Regions from separate parts of the Mus musculus genome. Here regions 2 and 3 are each linked to region 1. The links are chromatin contacts, called in public HiChIP or PLAC-seq maps. All regions are on one chromosome and are shown on one strand. Each heading gives the region's core, a stretch centred on a gene start, on an enhancer-like site or on the middle of the called end of the contact. The rest is flanking DNA. Distances are from core to core; before and after follow the strand shown. Region 1 holds the start of Zfp850 (zinc finger protein 850). Region 2 holds the start of Eid2 (EP300 interacting inhibitor of differentiation 2). Region 3 holds the start of Zfp607a (zinc finger protein 607A).

Region 1 (4,571 bases), core at 1,342-3,841:
CTCTGAGTTCTGTGTCAGCCTGGTCTACAGAGTGAGTTTCAGGACAGCTAGGGCTACACAGTAAAAAAAAAAAAAAAAACAAAAAAAAACATGTGTCTAAGAAGAAAAAAGAAAAAAAAGTATGCATTGTAACACCCTGAACTGTGAACGAGTGTCCCTTCTTATACCTGTTACAGGGAGATGTTCTGTACCGTGTGACTGACAGGCAGTCTACAACCTGTGCTTGCAATCAGGCCGTCCGATTCCTGGACACCAGGCGAGAGGGAAGGACTCTGTTAACTGGGAGCCCATATGGAGAGTGAGCTAGGAGTTTTATGGAAGGAGTCTAGGAAAAAGGAGCTACTGGAGGAGAGTCACAAAATGGCTTGCTCACATGGAATGAGAGACTCCATTTGGATTTGGTCTGGTGAGCCTTCTGCACTGCTCATCTCAAGCTCAGCAGCTCCTGTGGGTTTAATGGGACGAAGGCCCTGAACAGACTCATCCAAGATGCTTACTGCAGCATCCAGTGCAACTGTGGCAGCACTGTCTGTGTAGTGGTTGTGGGTGCATGGTTCCCCCAGAGACGTGGCTCTGTAGCTGCCCTGCTGATCCAGCCAAGGGTGTGAAATCCGAGTGCTACCCAGAGGGTCCTTCATCCATTGTCATGAGCAGACCAGGGAACACCCACAGTGCTGCTGTAGTAACCAGATACTTGGGAGGCAGAGGCAGGCAGATCTCTGTGTTCAAGTCCAGCTTGGTCTACAGAGAGAGTTCTGGGACAACCAAGGAAAAACAGAGAAATTTTGTCTCAAAAAGAACTGAACCCAACCAACTGAAACCTAAACCAGGCAACCACACACACACACACACACACACACACACACACACACACACACACACAAAACCCATGTAAGAACATGGCAGAAGTATGGAAATCCATGTTCATTGTGGAGAGGGGCGGCTCACTCACAGGATAGATGTAGAAGAGGATGGGTGTGAAGAGAGGATCCATCAGGAAGGGGATTTCTCAACACATGCCTATGGTCACCTTTAAGGAATACCTTAAAATAGATGGAGTCTTTCATTTTTAAAAGTGCAGTACAAAATATATAAGGTATTGGCTTTCCCCTTCCCCCGAAAAAAAAAAAAAAAGCATAAAAAGGGAAGCTTTAAACAGAAGCATCTCCAGGTAACGGGCATTTCTGCCAGGAGTGTGTATACAAGAACACCCTCCCTTCAAGGCCCCCTGATTCCATTAAAGTTTAATTGTCTTGATTTTTATTCTGTCTGCATTCATAGCTGATGATGCTGTCTAAATCATCTATGCCCTGTTGCTTTTCTGGATTCCTTCTATCAGTTATTGAGACTGAAAACTTTTGTATGCAATGCTGGATTTGGCTGTTTCTCCTTATTTCTCTATTGGACGTTTCCCCTCATGTTTTGAAGGTGTGGTATTACACGCATACTGTTTATTTTAGTTTTTTAGACAGGTCTTCACTAAATAGTCCTTGGTGGCCTCATCTCATAGACATTCACTGGCTGTGTCTCCTCATTGCTGGGGTCACATGCATGTGCTACCACGCCCAGCCAAGGATATTTTCACTTGATGACTTGCTGTCTCTGTTATTGCTGTTAGTACTGGCGATGCTCTTTGCCCCCAGAACTGCCTCCATTTTAAAGTTGACTTAAGTCTTTTTTTTTTTTAATACTATTGTGAGGATGGTCACTTTGAATCGGCTAGAATATTTAACACATTTTCTGTAGTTAACACTTATCTGCAAATTAATGTGGCACCTATACTTTAGCATTTACATAATTTACAGTACATTTAATGCAATTAGTTTTATTACTAGGATTGTTTAGCCTTTTCACAATTTCTTTCTATCATGTTTGGAAAAAGTTCTTTGTATAACATGAGAAAAAACAAAAGTGGTTTCGAAAGTTCCATAGTGTCAAGTTACAATAAATGTGTCTATCCTATAAAAAAGAGGCCTATGTTTTGGGTTTGTGTTTTGTTTGTTTTTTAGTTTTTTGTTTTTTAGGACACTTAACGCGTGCTAGTCATTCATCCTCCAACAGGAGGTAAATGACTGCCTATTGAACACAGTTCTGGTGATACATACAGATGTAGTCGTCACTCAATTTTTTCTATCTAGTCAACAGGGACACCGAACCCTGGAAGGGTCCAGAATATCTGGCTCTTTGAAATCGTTAATATAAACTACCCAACTTTAGAAACCAACCAATTCTTTAGTTCGGTCTTTTCAAATTTACCATAGTCCCTAGCAGAGCACAGCGTAGTGGAATCCCACTGAGTGGGACTCAGGCAAAGCGTCCGTCCCGATCTGATCTACTTCCTATTCTAAATTTTAAAATTTCCGCTCGTCCGTCCACGCCACAGGAGGGAAAATCAGGTAGACACAGAACACCAAACTCCGTTTTGATCCCAGGAGGCAGCCTCCCCTCGAAGCATGGGGAGCCCCCTGCCCCCCCACCGTGGGAACTCCCACAAGCCACTGGGCCCAGTTCCCGGATGGGCCGGGCTAAGTTGCATGCTGGGACCTTTCGGAAACGCCGGGCTTCTTGAAGGCTCCACATAGCTCCGGACGCCGCCAAGGGTCTTTGGCATCCCGGTGCCACCAACACGGAAGGTCTGATCTTTCTGGTCCAAAGAAATTGCTGGTTGGCTTCGGTCTCCACAGAGTAAGGTGGGCTGGGTATCGGTGTGGGCGCTGGTGTAGGGTGAATGGAGATGTTGACGCGTACGGGCGTGTGTGAGCGTGTGTGAGCGTGTGTTTGTGTGGGTGGGTGGGCGCGCGCTCGCGCGCGTCTCTCTGTGTATACACACCTTGAGCTCTCTGCTCATCTGTGTCACTGTGCTTATCATTTTCTTTCAAGGCCACAGGGGTTGGAGCAGAGGGCTAAGCATCACTAAGGAGAAGTCAGGTGCGGAGTCTGAAGGGAAGCTTTCCCTGAGGTACACACGAGCTTGGGAGGTGCTTTTAAGGCCGGAAGTGCCTCCGAGGGTCGCTTAGGAGGGCTGCTCTGGGTTGAATACCCGAAGTTTCTCAGAGCTGTAGCCATGAGAGTGTTGAGGGACGTGAAGGAAAATGCTCGGTGAGGATGCTCTCGGATATAGTCTGAGATCTCGTGGAATTATCAGTAAATGAAGGAGGAACGTGAAAATTGATACCTTCACCTCTGGGGCCCATAACGTTGTCCCTTCCCTTTCCACTTCACCTTATCATTTCAATGAACCCCGCCTTTTCTTCTCTACAATCACCCTTTTCCTAAGATGTTCTAGGTAGAAACCTCCAGAGGTTATCGTTAGGTCTCTCAAACTCTGATTTTATAAATCGATTTCTATTTGGATGGCATCGCATATCAGATGCGATCCTTTGATCCTTACAGGCCTTGTTTTCAAAGCAGGCCAGGAATGTCGGGGATAGATGATGTGTTCACTGTGAGGATTATGGCAGTGGGAAAGTGATAGCACTGAATTTGGCATCTTTGAAAGCTAGTGATTTTCTGAGTGTGTGTGTGTGTGTGTGTGTGTGTGTGTGTGTGTGTGTGTAATGGGTAACGTTGGCCAGATCCAGATGAGCAATGCCATGATTGATCGTGGAGTGTGGATCTGTGGTATCGGGTTGGAATCTTGGTTCTGTCCCCTCAGGCTCTCCAGGCCTGTCAGGAACCGTAGGATGCCTGTGGTGAAGCCTGTTAGTGCAGTGCCGCCATATCCTAAGGGCCTGGTGTGCTTTAGTTGTTCTCTGTGAGGCCATCTTGGGTTCATTCCACTCAGTGTTCAGCAGGACAAGGGAGTGTGAGAAACAATGCGATTGCTGGTGGATGTTTAAGAAAGTGACTTAAAAAGAAAAGCTAGGCTTCGTGGTATACATTTAATCTCAGAGGCAGAAGCAGGAGGATCACTGTGAGTTCAGGGTCAGCTTGGTCCACATAGCAAGGTCTAGGCTAGCTGGGCCACACAGTGAGATGCTGTTTTAAAAACAAGGACAGGAAAATGAATGTGCTAATGCAGAACATATTTTTTTAAAACTTTTCAGATAAAAATGTTCATATTGTGCATAGCATAATATTTTGAAGTTTTTCTATACTTTGGGATGACTAAATCGGTCACACTTTTGTAGAGAATATGCTAGCGTCTACTCAAACCCATTAATTGTCACCGTTTTTACATGATATATCAGGTGAACTTTTGTTATGTAGGTGAGATTTTGTGATGTTTAATCAACATCTTCTGAACTCACTTAAGGACCTACGCCTCCCACTGTCAACCATGATGCTGCACATCCGGCCTCAGCCACTCAAACCCCAGTACCCAGCATCCTACTTGGTTCTATGAGAAAACAGCTTCAGATTCTACACAAGTAAGATTGTGGGTGTTTTGTCTCAAGATTAATTATTTCAATTTTAAATTATGTGTGTGCGGTTATGTGTACATGAGCACAGCTCAGAGACCAGAGGTATAGGATCTACTGGTGCGCATACAGATGGAAAATACTCAGAAATATAAAATAAATAATTTTTTTTAAAAAAAGTTTTCATTCATGTAGAGAAAGAACGCATTG
Region 2 (4,571 bases), core at 1,064-3,563, 250 kb before region 1:
CATCTCTCCATCCCCCCACCTTTTCATTCTAAAGTGAAAAGATAACTTACAATAAAAACCTTACAACCGCTATATCTTTTTTTTCTACCGTCAGTCTGGTAAGCACTGTGCATCTGATGGTTGAGCATATTGGCTAGGGAGTCAGAAAACATCCAATTATCGATCACTGGTGGGAGCACCAAGGGGCCAATTAGCTGCATCTGTAAAGTTACAAAGGCAAGCCTTTGGCCCAGGACTGTCACCTCTAGACATCAGGCTACAGAGATTATCAAGAACAAAAAGCCTAAGAAGCTAGTGAGACGAACCGTCAATTTTATGGAAACTTAAAAGACAAACAAAACAAAACAAAACCAGGCGTGGTGGCGCACGCCTTTAATCCCAGCTCTCAGGAGGCAGAGGCAGGCGGATTTCTGAGTTCGAGGCCAGCCTGGTCTACAAAGTGAGTTCCGGGACAGCCAGGGCTATAAAGAGAAACCCTGTCTCGAAAAAACCAAAAAACCCCAAAAAGTAGTAGGTATATAACACCATCAAGTATAAGACTTATTCCACCTTGGGATGGTAGACATGAAAAATGTGTTCAGAACGGAAGCAGTATGTGCCTGCCCACGGGCCCGTTGGTGTGCGCAGGCGCCAACCTACCAGAGGTGGCGCCATACTGCCAGGAGAAACCGATGGGAAAAAGCCCACCGTCCACCAGTATATTCCTGGTTCATAACAGCATAACCACAAAATATAGCCCTAAGGAGTAAATATACTGGTCGGGAAGGTTCTTCACGGTATCTTCATAAGAAATCACAATATCCAAACCAAAATCTGTCAACTCTGCTGAGAAATAAAATGTGTATAAAAAAGGAAACAAGGACGGAAACTGCCTTCAGAGGCTGCATGAGGCATGGGGACAAGGAGAGAAGGACAGAAGACTCTCAATCCTTCATAGTCTTGGGACTTAGGAATAGATTAATTACAAAGCAATGACGGAAAAAAAAAACTTTTGAAAAATGGAAAATAAAATCCCAGAAAATTGGTATGTTTGGAAACACGATTTATCACATACTATATACAATATTTATGTTGTTCGCCATTCACAATGTCTGAGACACAAAATCCCTCTTACACTATACACGCTTGTTGACGCTGACGTGAAGACTTTGCCTGCTCTGACAAGGTCAAGTTCTCCACAGAAACCTCGTCCTAAAACCAGCTTTCTCTTCGAGTCTTCTTCGTCGTGGGCTCTACTACTGGCAATTTTAAGTCTTTACAGTTTTACAAAACCGTCCTTTACTTATTAACGAAGCCACGAGGATGGACCTTTTCCATAACACAAGAAATTTCAACTGATCATAAACTCAAGAAACGGTAGGAGTCTACGATGCTTTCCCTCCCCACCCCCAATTTTCTGACGCTTTTCCTCCCTCTGAGGAAGCGCTGCCTCTCAAGATCCGTTTGATTTCTTAAAACCAAGTTGCAGGATGGGGTTTCACTTGGATGCGGAGGTCTTGGTGCCGTGCCCTCCCCGCAGTCCGACTCTTCACTCTCTGTGGATGAACTTATCGCAACCCAGTTCTTCTATTAGAGGATTGATCACCTCTGATGCAGTCAGGGCTATGGTAAACGTTAAAATGTCAAAATCCACCCTCTGGGGGTTACGCAGGTACTCTATGTCGAAGGCTGCCTCCCTGGCTCGGCAGGCCTCCACGAAGCGCCGCCGGCGCTCCTCCAGCTCCTGGATCCGGCCGGGGGCGATCGGGTAGTTCTCCAGGTAGTGGCGCAGGAACTGCTGGTAATTGATGCCCAAGACGCTGAGGGGGTGGCGGAAGCGCATGTACGGCATCGCCGCCAGGCCGCCCGCCCTGGACCGGGGCCTGCCCTCCGGAGCCTCCTCCTCCAGCGGATCGCCCAGCAGCCGGGCCACCTCTGCCATCCGGGCTTCCCTGGACGCCGCCGCCGCCGCCGGGCCTTCGCGGGCCGCTGCGCCGCCCCGGGGCGCCGCCCCAGGGCCTCCTCGGGCCGCCGCCGCCCTGCCTTCCCGGGCTGCAGCCACCCGGCCTCCCCTGGCAGCCGCCGCCGGGGCTGCGGGGCCTTCCCGGGCCGCCGCCATTGGGCGTCCCCGGGTCTCCCCAGGTCGCGCCGGACCCGGGAGCGCACGCCGCCCGCCGCCTACCTCGGCCTGCGGGAGCCGGCGGTCGCGGCTCGCTGCTCCCGTCTGCGGGGCGCTGCTGACTGCGGGCAGCTGCGACATGTCGGACCGCGGGGTCAGCACCGCTGCTCGCTGAGACCCGGGAAGAACGGGGCCGTGAGGCGCGGGGCGTGCACGCGAGGGCGCGTCCACGAGCGCAATGCGCACGGGTAGGGGGTCGCGTGTCTCGCCGTCTGCGCAGGCGTAGCTCCAACGGCGAAGCCGAGGAGCAGTGCGCACGCGTGTCCTCCGGGCATTTGCTGGCGAGCCTTGAGATTGCTACCTAGCAGTCAGAAGAGCGGTTGCATCCTTTCTGTTGAAGGGGGGGGGTCTCTTTCACATTTCTACCAATCGGTTTAAGTTTCTAAATTTAATTTTAGTTTTAAAATTAGTCTTTAAAGTTTTCTTGCCGGGCGTGGTGGCGCGCGCCTTTAATCCCAGCACTAGGGAGGCAGAGGCAGGCAGATTTCTGAGTTCAAGGCCAGCCTGGACTACAGAGTGAGTTCCAGGACAGCCAGGACTATACAGAGAAACCCTGTCTCGAAAAAACCAAAAAAAAAAAAAAAAAAAACCAAAAAAAAAAACAAAAACAAAAAAAAGTTTTCTTTATTTGTATGTATTTTATTTTATGGGCATGATGGTTTGCTTCCATGTTTATATGTGTACCACATAATACAATGCCAACAGAAGCCAGAAGAGGGCGCTGGATCCTCTGGAACTGGAGTTACGGAAACCCTGCTGGGTGCTGTGATTAAACCTTTACCAGAGTAGCCAGTGCTCTTAACCTTGCAGCCAGGTCTCTGGTCTCTTGGTTGTGTTTTTGAAACAGTTTCACGAAGCTCAGACTGCTAAGGATGGCCTTGAACTCCTGATCTTCCTGCCTCTGCTTCTTGAGTCTAGGATGATAGGCATGTCTCACTATGCCTCGATAGTTAACTAACCTAGTACAGGTTATTATTAACTATACTAACCTATTAACTCTACTATGATTTATCAATTAAAGGCAAAACATAAATAGATAGACTTACAACTGAACCATAAAGGCCAACAAGATGGCTCAGTGGGTAAAGTCACTTTCCCCAAAATCTGATGACTACTTGTGTTCAATCCCAGAAACCCACATGGTGGAAGGAAAAAAATGACACCCAAAAGTTGTTCTCTGAAGTCTTCGTGCGTGCGAACATGTTGAGAAAAGAACGGGACAGTAAGGGAGAGCAGGCGTGTCCTGTGAGTCGGCTGCTCACAGGGCACTCGAGACCTTTGGTGACTGCTCAACATTTTGATGTATACTAGCAGCCACGTCCTTCCCGTCACTTATGTCATTTAGTCAATTATCTGCTTTCCTTTGTGGATTCTTTTAAATATCACTCTTTCCCCAAGTCAGACCCCGAGTTGTGAACACAACTTTTGGAAAGCGAAGCGGCTCTAGCTGTCCAGAGCTTGGCAAACACGGCTCTGGCAGGCCTTGCCCTTCTCTCCTGTTCCCAATGCTTTGCTAAGAAAACTGTAAGATCACATCCTCCTCCTGAAGCTGGCTATCAAGGTCCAGCTATCAAAGCACTGAAGTCCAGCAATCAAAAGCTCCCTTTGCCTATCCAAATCAACCTGTCCAATCAAAATTAAACACCTCATCCTATCACGGGGGTTTCCCTTTGAGCCTTTACTAATTGCCATTTGCAGAATGTGCCGCATCTGTCTCCTCTCTATCCCAGTCCTTTGCCTCATTCTAGAGAAATCCCCCCTCTCTCTTGCTCCCTCCCCCTTGCCTCCTCCTCTATCTCCAGCATTTATCTCTTATTCCCTGCCCTTGTCTCTCTGGGGCAAATAAATCTCTTTTGTAGGAGACCTTGGTCTTGAAGTATCCTGAGCTAATGCTGATCTCTTACAGAAACTGTAGGGCCCCCCCCAACCCCCACCCCATCCCCGCCAGACTGTCTGGTGCTTTCCAGGTGGCATTTAAGTGTCTATGTCTTACTGAGATTGCATAATTCAAGGTCTAACACGGATGCAAACGAAGGGGAATCTGAGGGCATGCTCAGGTAGGATGCATACAATGCCTCTGCTTCTCGCACACTGTAGGAGGAGCTGTCACGAGAGAAGAGCCTGTTGCCATGCTCTTTGGCAGTTGTGCATGTGCCCACTGTTCTCACACGCGCTATTGTCTCGCCAGCAAGAACACACGTGTGAGAAACCGGATCCTTCTGCAGCAACTTTATTACACCAGTTTCAACATGAAGAGGAAGACCCCAAGCATCAAAAAGGCGCTGCTTATATACACCTTAGTGTGGCGTGTCCACACCTGATTGGCTGCTCTCCCAGAGCCGCATCACCACTCCCCGGGATGGGCCGTGACTTGGCACGAAAAACACTCTCACACATGCGCACATTGCTTGTT
Region 3 (4,571 bases), core at 1,376-3,875, 150 kb after region 1:
CCACCCACATCCCTCAGGCTATACCCACAGAAGGGACATGTCACCTGGGGTCAGGGCAAAACACATAAGGAATGCTGTGAGTCCTTGAGTTTATCATACTATCACATGATGTCGTTAACATTTGTTGTCATGAGAATGACTTCTATAAACTATATACCATTCCATATTATAATTTTTGGTCAAAACAAAACAAACTAACAAAAAACCTTTCAGGTGGTCAGCATGTCTCCTCAGTCTTCCATAACTCCCAGGGTCATTAGCCTAACAACACCACAGATGTCAATCAGGTTTCCCAGGGCACTCAATGAGACCATCCCCTCAAAGCTCTGAAGCCCTCAAGGCCCCTGTTTCCCTGTGGGACTGACACCTCCACTGCAGGGACAGTCCTCCCTGAGCACAGACCAAGCAGAGAGCACACGTGGAGGAACGCATTCAAAGTCAACCGCAGTGCACGCTGGGAAGAGGCACAGACAGGAAGTGCTCAGACCTGCCAGCCCTCACTGGAAAGGGGCAGACTGGGCTGGGGGAATCCGGATCCTTGGGAAGCTTCAAGAGGGAAAGAGGGCAGGAGTCACATAACCTGAAGTCACCCTATGTCAAAGAGAAAACTGTCAACTTACACAGACCATGTGTTGAGAACTGGAGCTGGCCATTCTTCTTCAGGCTTCCTCTCCTGGGGGACAAAAAGAAAGCCATTCACTGCATTGTGACTTGATGTTCCCAGGCTGACTTCTGTCACTGTGATGTCATCGACTACATTTATTTCTCAAGCCTCCCCACTCACTCTCTCCCCTCCCACCGCTCACAGCCTCCCACACACAAATTGGAAGCACACAGGAGTCTACACAAAGCCAATCCCCCCCTAACCCAGACAACCCACGGCCAAGGGGGCAGTGTGGGAGTGCAGGGCACAAACATGTCTGCCTTGAACTCCTCCAGAAGAGGCCAGCAGAAGGGACCCATCTTCCACCCTGAGCTCCAGCTCGCCCTGCACCTGGGCCGCTTTTTTTTTTTTTTTTTTGTAGAGACAGGGTTTCTCTGTGTAGCCCTGGCTGTCCTGGAACTCATTCTGTAAACCAGGCTGGCCTGGAACTCAGAAATTCACCTGCCTCTACCTCCCAAGTGCTAGGATCAAAGGTGTGCACCACCACTGCCCAGCAATCGCATTGTTTCTCACACTCCCTTGTCCTGCAGAACACTGAGGGGAATGAACCCAAGATGGCCTCACAGAGCAACAACTAAAGCACACCAGGCCCTTAGGATATGGCGGCATTGCACTAACAGGCTTCACCACAGGCATCCTAAGGTTCCTGACAGGCCTGGAGAGCCTGAGGGGACAGAACCAAGACTTCAACCTGATACCACAGATCCACACCCACTATCAGCCACGGACGGCATTGCTCATCTGGATCTGGCCAGTGTTACCCATTACACACACACACACACACACACACACACACACACACACTCAGAAAATCACTAGCTCTCAAAGATGCCAAATTCAGTGCTATCACTTTCCCAGCTGAAATGGTGAACAGACATAGTCAACCACCTGCAGTTTTCTGCTGCTTTGAGAGGCAGGCCTGTAAAGATAGGATGAGTGATGCCATTGAAATAGGCGCCAATTTAACAGATCGGGATGTAAAAGCCCTAACGCTAACCTCTGGAGACTCCTATCTATAATTTGTTCAGAAAAAGAAGTGATTGTAGAGAGACGATGTCAAGGGATGTCATTGGAAGGATAATGCGAATACTAAGTGGAAAGGGAAGGGACAATGTAAGGGACACAATGGTGGAGGTATCAATTTGCCTGTCCCTCCTTCAGTTACTGACAATTCCATATTCTAAAACTAAAACCTCATTTTCAAACAAAGCACAAGCTCATTCTTTAATCTTTGATGTGCAGCAATAAAGTCCTTATTCTACTTCAGCCCTCCTTTGTAATGGCTGAGGCACGGAGCCTGAATAAGCGCGAGATCCCAGACTATATCTGAGAGCATCCTCAGGGAGCACTTTCTGCTACTCTGTCAACACTCACGTGGCTAGGATAGGGCTCTGGGAAAGTCCTGGGGCTCAACAAGTAGCTGCCTGCTCTCTTAAGCAACCCTGGAGACTCTTCCGGCCTGAAATGCTCCTCCCATGCTCAACTCTGGGCCTCAGGGAAAGCTTCCCTTCAGTGCGGACTCTTCTCTCAGAAGCTTGGTCCTCTGCTTCAGCCCCTGTGGCCAGGGGAGAAAGTAGGAGCAGAGAGCAACAAGCCGGGTGACACTGGGTGACAGAGATAATGCAGAGAGCTCAAAGTGTGCACACTCGGACAGACAGACACACACACACACCACCACCACCACCACCACCACCACCACCTGCAGCAGCACCGTCCCCCCACACATAAATACACAACCACCCCACACCGCGGTCCACATCCACACCCAGCCGGCTGGTTCCCGCCTTACGTGGAGACCGAAGCCAACTAGAGATTTCTTCCTCCGACCAGAAAGATCGGACTTTCCGCATTAGCGGCACCAGGACACCCAGAGCCTATCCACTACTTCTTGCCATGGTGGCCCTGAAAACTACAGCCCTCGCTACCGGAGATCCGAGAAGCCCAGGGCTCCAGAGAGATCCCAGCATGCAACTTGGCCCAGCCCATTTGAGAGCTGCGTCCTGTGGCTTGTGAGAGTTCCCAGGGGGAGGGGGGTACTCCCCGACTTTAAAGGGGAGGCTCCCTCCTGTGATCAAAATAGTTCCGGGTTCTACTAGTAACTGATTTTCTCTCCTGTGGAGCTGACAGACAAACTGAAGTTTTAAAGTTCAAAAGAAGTAAGATCAAATCAGGCTGTAATTGGCTGTATCTTTGCTTGAGACTGAGTGGGATTCCACCTCGCTGTGCTCTGGTGGGGACTATGGTAAATTGGAAAAGACTGAACTAAAGAATTGTTGGGTTTGAACGTGGGTAGTTTAGCGATTTCAGAGAGAAACAGAAGTTCTAGACACTCCCAGGGTTCATTGTCGCTGTGTTGGAGTTCAGGAAGTCGCCACTCAAACCTTATATACATACACCAATCTCAGTTAAGCAAGACTAGTGTATTAAACACGTACCATAATACTGGAGTTCAGGACTGCAAAAAGGACTCGGGAGCCTAATTGTAGTACTGGTCTGCTCTCAGGGTAGGCTTTTTATATGAGAAACCAGGTTCAAACGTTTAAAGGGCAGGGAGGGGAGCTGTTGGCTTCCTAGGCAAAGTATATTTTTAGCAACCTTTAAGCTGATAGGACCTGAGTAAGGTGGGGGGTGGATGGGTGGTGAACTGGGGAATTTCAGAACAGTGAGATAACAGAACATGAGTATTAAAACTTTTTGGCTTATTAGCAGCATTCTTCAATGTCAGCCCCAAAAAAAAAAAAAAAAAAAAAAAAAAAAAAAAAAAAAAAAAAAACACTGAGCTCATATGCAGGTACAGGAAGAGCTGCCCAGTGGTCAGCTTTACTCAAGATATTTTAGACATAACAGTTGCTATTTACCTTTGATTCAATGGGTCCTACATACAGCTTTGTGAAATAAGATAAGCAAACCTCATACAGATCATTGAGAGCACACAGAACAAAACAGGGTATGTGGCCAGCGTGTCCCTGAGCTCAGTCACTTCTCTATGTCAGTGACTGGCAGGCATGTTACAGCAACACTGTGAAATAGCTGGCAGGCATAGAACAGAATGGCTGCAGCTATGCTGGGGAGCAGGGGAGTCAGACCATAGCATCTGTTATCTAGACGGGAGAATGTGAGTGAGAGCCAGATCGGTATGCATCAACAGAGCTGTGCCCATTAGGCAGTCACTTACATCATGTTGGACTGAGTGGATGAAGGACTAGCATGTCCAGGTAGCCTAAACAAAAACATACACGTGTTTTTAGAAAACCCTATTTATTGTAACGTGACACTATTGAACTTTCAAAACTACTTTTGTTGTCTCCTGTATTTACACGAATTTTCCAGAATGTGAGTAAACAAATGTTGACGAGACTAGACCACGCTAGTAATAAAAGTAACCGCAGTAAAATGTAAATTATCTAAACGCCGAAGTATAGGTTTGTCACATTAGATTGAAAAACAAGTCAGACCCAGCCATGTGTTTACTACAGAAAAAATGTTAAAGATAAATACTCCAGCAGATTCAAAGTGACCATCCTCACATAGTCAAAAGGAGACTAAATTTGATTTTAAAGTCGAGGCAGATTTTGGGCCAAAGGACATTGCCAGTGATAATAAAGAGGGCAAGTCAGTCATCAAGTGACAGTAAACATGGCTGGGCGTGGTAGCAATGCCTTCTATCCCAGCAATGGGGAGGCACAGCCAGCTGCATGTCTGTGAGAAGAGGCCACCGAGGGCTACCCAGTGAAACCCTAAGAACTAAAATACACTCAGATTATGGTGGCACATGCCTTTAATCCAAGGCCTAGGGAGGCAGAGCCAGGAGAATGTCTGTGAGTTCAAGGCCAGCCTGGTCTACAGAGTGAGTTACAGGACAACCAGTACTACACAGGAAAACTGTCTCGAAAAACCAAAAACCAAA

Evidence for each region. HiChIP or PLAC-seq counts read pairs in DNA pulled down with a chosen protein or histone mark.
Region 2: an HNF4G HiChIP or PLAC-seq map of pancreatic cancer cells shows a contact between it and region 1. The contact joins the promoter of Eid2 here to the promoter of Zfp850 in region 1. A contact is called at or near these places in 2 of 39 promoter capture datasets (embryonic stem cells and neural stem cells), 1 of 484 Hi-C or Micro-C datasets (nephron progenitors), 8 of 115 datasets of contacts at active chromatin or transcription factors (the NIH/3T3 cell line, bone marrow-derived macrophages, embryonic stem cells and 2 more) and 1 of 9 other capture datasets (pancreatic islet).
Region 3: a contact with region 1 is called in an H3K4me3 HiChIP or PLAC-seq map of bone marrow-derived macrophages, with 2.6 times the contacts expected there. The contact joins the promoter of Zfp607a here to the promoter of Zfp850 in region 1. A contact is called at or near these places in 6 of 39 promoter capture datasets (the C10 cell line, the HPC-7 cell line, Sertoli cells and 1 more), 9 of 115 datasets of contacts at active chromatin or transcription factors (the 230-238 cell line, bone marrow-derived macrophages, effector CD8 T cells and 3 more) and 4 of 9 other capture datasets (adipose tissue, embryonic stem cells, liver and 1 more).

The regions. Positions count from the first base shown.
Region 1 is chr7:28,012,135-28,016,705 of GRCm38.p6, reverse strand. It overlaps Zfp850 (zinc finger protein 850), which reads left to right and starts at 2,591. Exons shown (of 6, transcript NM_001254951.1): 1 at 2,591-2,690; 2 at 4,256-4,370.
Region 2 is chr7:28,265,623-28,270,193 of GRCm38.p6, reverse strand. Eid2 (EP300 interacting inhibitor of differentiation 2) reads right to left here and starts at 2,313. Exons shown (of 1, transcript NM_198425.2): 1 at 1,026-2,313. The coding sequence starts at 2,239. The coding sequence ends at 1,529.
Region 3 is chr7:27,858,639-27,863,209 of GRCm38.p6, reverse strand. Zfp607a (zinc finger protein 607A) reads right to left here and starts at 2,625. Exons shown (of 5, transcript NM_001024726.2): 1 at 2,454-2,625; 2 at 621-673. The coding sequence starts at 653.